Linked DNA regions of Mus musculus: region 1 is linked to region 2. A link is a contact called in public Hi-C data. All regions are on one chromosome and are shown on one strand. The core of a region is the stretch at or near the end of the contact, and the rest is flanking DNA. Distances in the headings are between cores, read along the strand shown.

Region 1 (2,930 bases), core at 162-2,661, 43 kb before region 2:
GAGGGTCTGACCTTATCAGTTCCTAACTCTCCCATCCTAGGGCCTCATGGACAGGCACCAACGTACTCGCCCTAGAGGGAGAAGAGCTAAGTACAGTGGCGCTATGCTAGCTCTCCACAAGTCACCACGGCCTCTGAATGGGGCTGAGGCTCATGGATCCCGGAATGAGACCAGGATGCATAAGACCAGTGAAGCAATAGAGTAAGTGTGGACCAGTTTAAGGGCAGGGGAAGCCGGGGGAGGAACGGAGCTGGCCCCTCTCATGGCCCAGTTCTATAAATTCAGAGTTGTTCCAGTAGGGGGCGCTAGACACTGACTTCACCTCATCCCAGCAGCTGAGTCCACAGCACCAAGGGGAGAAGCAAGGAGTCACTGCCTCCTCACGCTAATTGAAAAGGGAGGGCCTTTGTCCCAGGCTGGTTTTAAGGCTGTTTCTGGAACAACTAAAGGAAAAGAAGCTGAAGATGTTCCCTAGCCCCTTGGGGGTGGAAACATAACTGGCTGGGGGGTTAGGCAAAGGACCTGGTACCCTTACTACTCAAAGCCTACCTAGTGGGCAGTCCACCAAGCTCCCTGGTACTGGGCCGTTGGGGTGAATGCTCTGACCTTCAGGGGCTGTGGGCACCAGGCCCAGGAGTAGAAGACACAAGTGGGCTGCGGGCATGGCTAGTATAAGGCTGCCCGGCATGATATCAGGCCTCAGGATGGAGAAAGGCACTGCGGCATTAGGCGGCCTAGAGACCTGGTCTATCCTAGAAGGTATGCCGGCATGGGCAGGTCCGGGGCAATTGTCAGAGCTGCAAAGGATAGAGAAGGCTATCCCCTCATCTGCAGAGCAAGCAGAGGGAAGGCCCCCACCCCCACCCCACCCCACCCCACCTCCGTGCCAGGAGGGGAGGGAAGAATGGGAAGAAACTTCAAGTCAGTTTCCAGGAGGCAAACAGCAGAACACAAAAATAAAAATCAATATATTAAATGACTGCAGTGCCGCTGACCTTCCCCCCAAAGGAACTGTTTAAACAGCTCCACTGAGGCCCCAGCAGAAGAGAACCTCAAGGAAAGACTGGGCCGGGGCCCCACTGGGATTGGCTGTGGGTGAGCGGCAGGACTCAGCTGCTTACATCTGGTTTCCATGGTTACCTGAGAACTACCTTGGTGGGCTCAGAGGCAGGTGAAGCGGCTCCGGAGGTGGGGCTAGGAGACACAGAGGAGGCTAGCTCACTGGAAGATAGATGGGGGCTTCTCCCTGCTTCTCCCTCGGTCTCAACCGAGGCTGAGGGCCTGGGGGAGGGGCAGGGCTGGCTCAGCAGGAGACAATGTGGCCAGTTGAGAGGAAGGCTTGGGAACAGGTGGAGCAGCAGCTTGGGGAATCGTGCCCTTTGGCTTCACAGCTTGTGTCCCTCCTCCACCTCGTCTTTCTTAGGAGGCAGGGGAGGGACAGAAGGGGTGGTGGAGGAAGCAGAGCGAGAGAAGAGCCACACCCTCTGTACTCCGGTGAACTTGGCTGTTCCGGTAAGGTCGGGCCACAGCTTCCTTTCCGTGCTGGGTAGGCTGCTGGGTCTGATCTGACGGTCTAGCCACCTTTAGTCCTAACTTCAAGGGTGGGCTGCTGGTAGCCGCCGTATGCTCCAGAACTTCACTGTCAGGTCACTGGGGAGGACAGAGGGAGGCTGCTCAGCTGTGGGTGTGGACCCTGCTGGTTGCCCCACCCCCACCCCAAAGCAAAGGTTGGGCAAATTTCCCACCTCCCTCACATATGGCTGGGCTAAGGCAGATGCTGCTTAGGACCAGTGAAGACCTCACGGGGAGGGGTACTGGGTAAGGGGAGGGCCCAGGCCATGCTCTGCAAGACCCTGCAAGACTGGTGTCCCAGACTTTCCTGTTGTGTTGTGTCCAGGCCTGAATGCCTCCCCCTGTTCTCTGCCACCTTAGGGTTCTGGCCCACTGCTCATGCTAGCAAGAGGGTCGGGGAGGGTGATCTGTAGGGCCAGGCAGGGCGTGAAGTAAGAAGGTTAAGAGTAAAACAGGCTCATACCGTGAAGAAGCAGCTCAGATCGAGGTGGGGGAAAGACAGGAAAAGGCAAGATGGGAAGAGTGAGAGGGGGAGGGGGAAGGTCAGGGCAGGGTGGTGGCGCGGCCCTTTATGGCCAGGACTCGTCGAGGAAGGCAGGGGGTGAGTCCAGGGACGTAATTCCACAGCTTTACCCGGCAGTCACTATTTGAGGGGGGGTGGGGGTGGGAGGTAGAGGCAGAGAAGAGAGGTAGGAAGAGATGGGAGGGGAGAGAAGGGACATGGTGGGAACAAGGAGAGAAAAGAAGAAACCCGGCTGAGTAGTGTCCCTGGGATAGAGGGCCTGGCACTGCCTGCACAGGAGCCAGAGCTACAGCTGGAGGGGCAGAGGTGTGGGAGTGGTGCAGGGCAGTCTGTAGCCCTTGGGGGGTGAGAGCCATTTGGATCGCTGCGGGGGGGCAAGTCCTGGCCTGGGGCCCAGTGGCTCCCTGATCCCCTGCCTTTGCAGCACCCAGGACATTGGGTGCCTAGTGCTCAGTGAAGTTGAGCACTAAATATAAAGAGGAGTGCTTGATGGGATCTGTGTGTGGGGACAGCTGCGGAGCCCTGAGCCAGTTGTCAACTTGGTCACTCTAGGAGGGGAGCAAAGCGGCTCTCTCTGCCTAGCACCTACCTGGAGGCCGTGAAGATGTGCTTGCTGTTGGTGCAGATGGCATTGATGGGGCTGTCGTGGCCCTTGATCTCACCAATGGGTGTGAAGTTGTCCACATTCCAGACCTTGATGAAGCCGGCCCGGCAGGCGCTCAGCAGCATGGGCCGGCCGGGTACAAAGGCCAGGGCGCACACCCAGTCCTTGTGAGCGTTGGGGATTTGCTGTGGAAGGACCAGGGCTCATAAGGTGTAGGGAAGAGAGAGGGCC
Region 2 (3,128 bases), core at 468-2,967:
CCACCAGCCCACCAGACACCTGCAGGGCTCCTCTTTGTCTCAGGCTGTTCAGTGCCAGGCAGAGTGTGTGCACGGGTGGTGTTCTGACTGCTGTAGGAGCTGCTGGACCAGCAGCCCTCAATCTCCCTCCCTCAGCACCTGAGCTATTATATACTAAGCCTCCGTGCCTTCTCTCTGGATTATACAGAGTTGGGGGGTGGGCATCTGCTCTGGGGCAGGAAGAGAGAACCTATCTCATCGATTTCTCTCATCTTGTCTATGAGCTTCTTCCCAGGATCCCTGGAATCTGGGTCATCTCTGACCCAGGGGATTTGAACACTTGTCTCAAGGACCTACCCTAGAATTTGACTGCTCCCCTCCCCCACTCTATAAGGCCAGAACCAGAGATGTATGTTCCTCAGTGCATCTGTGAGTTGGTGACCAGCTCACTCACATTGCTACTCTCCCACTATGTTCTTCTTAAAGAGAAGACCACAAAACACAGTCGGGAGAGCTGGTGGGAGGCATCTTCACTCTCTGCAAAGAACAGAGAGTTCAACTTTGTAGCATTTCCTGTCCCTGCACCTGTGTGCCCCTAGGAAAAGAACCCACTAAGTCCCGTCCTCTTTCCTCTTAATGTCTGCCAGATTACTTCTAATACCTACAGATATCGGGAATGGGAATCCAGATAAATCTAGGGGCCCTTCCCCCCTGCTCAGTTTCACCTTTGTGCCTGTGAATGTAGCATTAGGGTCCTGTCACCCCTTTCACCCCTTCTGGATTAGTCCCTCGGATACACCTTTTTCTTCCTCCCTAGCACCATCTCCTCTTGGGGCAGGACCAGCAGGGCTTTCTCCAAAAGCCATTGGCACCCCGTGGAAAGCCAAGGCACCATTCCAACCCTTTCATGGGTCCCACAACCGATCTTTGTCTGTTGTATCCGCTCCCAGGATGGTGAGCTGGATCAAGAGCGTAGAACTGGCTAACTGGGGTAGATGGGGGGAGGGGGGATTCCCTCCTATACCCCAGAATGAGACAGCAGCCTCATGGGGAGGACAAGAGGAAACACACAGACGCTCCGGCCTGGGCCAAAGCTGGGTGTGAAATACCGGATTTCCTTGTTTATTCGATTTTCTGATCATTAAGTGCTCCCAAGAGGGGCCAGAAATTACCACCCAAACAAAGCCACCTTCCATCAGTCCGCTGGGCCGCCGCTCCCCTGCGGCAGCCGGGCCAGCGCGCGTCGGCCCCTCCTCCTGGACTGCAGACTCCAGCTCGAGCGGTGCCCGCGCCCCCCGCCCGAGAACACGCGAGACAAAGCTCGAACCCCTCCTCGCACGCCCCTTCCCCGCCATCGACCCTTACCTGACGGCCACTTTGACGCAGCAGTCGCCCTGGCCAGCCATGGTCCTCCGGCACCAGGGTCTGGGCGCGGATCAGGGGCGGGGGTCCGGGGGCCACTGCTCCAGGCAGCGGCTGCGGCTGCAGAAGGCGGAGGCAGGGACCCTGCTAGCGAAAGCGACCTCGTAGGCTGGAGGTGACATGCTCGCAGGAGGCGGCAGAGGGGCTCAGCCGCGGCCGGCCCCACGGGGCTGGTCCCATGCGTCTCCTCCAGCCATCGCGCGGAGGTGCTGAGCTCGTTGACAGCGGGCAGTGAGACCCGCAGCTCCCTACAGCGCGGCACACGCGCGCGCACACACCTCCCACCCGGACCGCCACCTCCCGCCGCAGCGCGAACAAAGGGGGCGGGGGCCGAGCCACCTCAGGACCCACCCCCAGCCCCTCAGAGCCGCGCAGGGCCCCGCCCCTCCCAGAGGCCGCCAATAGAAGGCCCCAACGAGCAGCAGAGGCGGGACTTGAGCCTTTAAAGAGACCTCTTGGCTCCCGTCCATCGGGTGGCTGGGAGGGGCGGGGTAGGATTGGAGGGCTTGGGAGTGAAAGCGGGAGTGGCATGATGGACTCGTCCCTGGGAAGTTGACCATTCGGGAACCACGGCCCTCGAAGTCATGGTACCTCAGTCTCAGTGGGATCTTCCTTTCCTAAATGAGGAACGGGACTCAAAGAGGAACACCCCAAGGTCATACAGCGAGTCTGTGGCTAGGCATGGGTAAGAACCTGGTCTCTGGGCTGGGCGGTGTGCTGCACCTCAAAGCATCTCATAGAGATGAGCAATTTGCAATTTGAAAGAGTCAGCGAAGTGTCCCTTCTGCATTTATTTCGGTAAATCCGCCAACCTTTATTGAAGGGGATTCTTGTTGATGTGGAAGTAAATTTCCCCACCTCCACTCTGCAACATCTTTAAGCTCATAGTTTGCTTTGATGGCTGACTGGCTCAGGTTCTCCTCACTAAACCAGGGTCCCACTAACCTTTATGACCCACAGGGCCTGGTTCACACTCTTTGTGACAGTGGGGGGGGGGGGCGGGTTGTGTGTGGGGGAGTCGATGTGGGAGGCCAGATCTGCCTGGGAAGTAGTAGGAACAAAGAAGCACTTGACTCCAGATACCTGGGAGAAGCTAGAAGGCAAAGGAGGCCAGCGCTGCCATCAGAAATGTATATAAAGGATTAGCCCAGGAGACTTTTCAACACAGGGCTATGAGAAAGGAGACCAGTAATGTGAAGTCAAGTCCCATTCCAGTTCACCCCTGCACCCTCCCAGCCCCACTCTTCTCCCTGCCCCCCAACAACCAACATTAGGACCATTCACAGGGCCCCTCACCAGCTGCCCTCCCTTCCCAGGCTTCACCCAGCTCCTTCCTCTGGAAAAGGCCCAAGAGGAGGACCCAGCTGCAGCTCAAGATGTGGATGGAGACCTCTGGGGGAGGGGAGGCAGGGGAGTCTGGCTCCAAGCTTCTTGCATCAGCCTCAGATGATGAAACCCTGTGAGACGTCTTGGCTGGGATGTACGTTAGGGTCCTGAGGATCCACTTCTTGGTGCCATCATTCCCCACTCCCCACCCCCATCTGTGACTGCTCCACTCGGGAACCCAGGTGCCTGTTTGGAATAGTTTTAAGGGAAAATGTGAAAGTTAGGTCAGCTCATTCTTCCTACCCTCGTAGCAAACAGGAGGAGAGCCAGAGCCCCAGAGAGGTAGTGGTGATGGTGGTGTGTAAGGGGTCCTGGTGGGATCCTATATATTTTATTAATAT

The links. Hi-C and Micro-C count contacts between places; a contact is called where the count stands out from the background.
Region 1: a contact with region 2 is called in a Hi-C map of CD8 T cells, with 2.2 times the contacts expected there. The contact joins the enhancer-like site here to the promoter of Kif21b in region 2. A contact is called at or near these places in 3 of 39 promoter capture datasets (hippocampal neurons, liver and pre-B cells), 4 of 15 datasets of contacts at CTCF or cohesin (CD8 T cells, the NIH/3T3 cell line, large pre-B cells and 1 more), 46 of 484 Hi-C or Micro-C datasets (CD4 T cells, CD8 T cells, ECoMG-derived neutrophils and 31 more), 25 of 115 datasets of contacts at active chromatin or transcription factors (the 230-238 cell line, CD8 T cells, the HPC-7 cell line and 16 more) and 3 of 9 other capture datasets (adipose tissue, liver and pancreatic islet).

The regions. Positions count from the first base shown.
Region 1 is chr1:136,172,757-136,175,686 of GRCm38.p6, reverse strand. It overlaps Kif21b (kinesin family member 21B), which reads right to left. Exons shown (of 35, transcript NM_001039472.2): 34 at 2,685-2,884; 35 at 1-1,650. The coding sequence ends at 1,596. Among named protein-coding and RNA genes, the nearest start is that of Mroh3, 39 kb to the left of the region's middle. Within about 2 kb of position 1,411, at least 91 of the 459 cell types and tissues checked have an H3K27ac peak or open chromatin away from gene starts, as enhancers often do. A contact at or near this core is called in CD8 T cells, the G1E-ER4 cell line, Th1 cells and 11 more, where this site is marked.
Region 2 is chr1:136,129,979-136,133,106 of GRCm38.p6, reverse strand. It overlaps Kif21b (kinesin family member 21B), which reads right to left and starts at 1,717. Exons shown (of 35, transcript NM_001039472.2): 1 at 1,345-1,717. The coding sequence starts at 1,385. Gm15850 (predicted gene 15850) reads left to right here and starts at 1,924. Exons shown (of 3, transcript NR_046170.1): 1 at 1,924-2,086.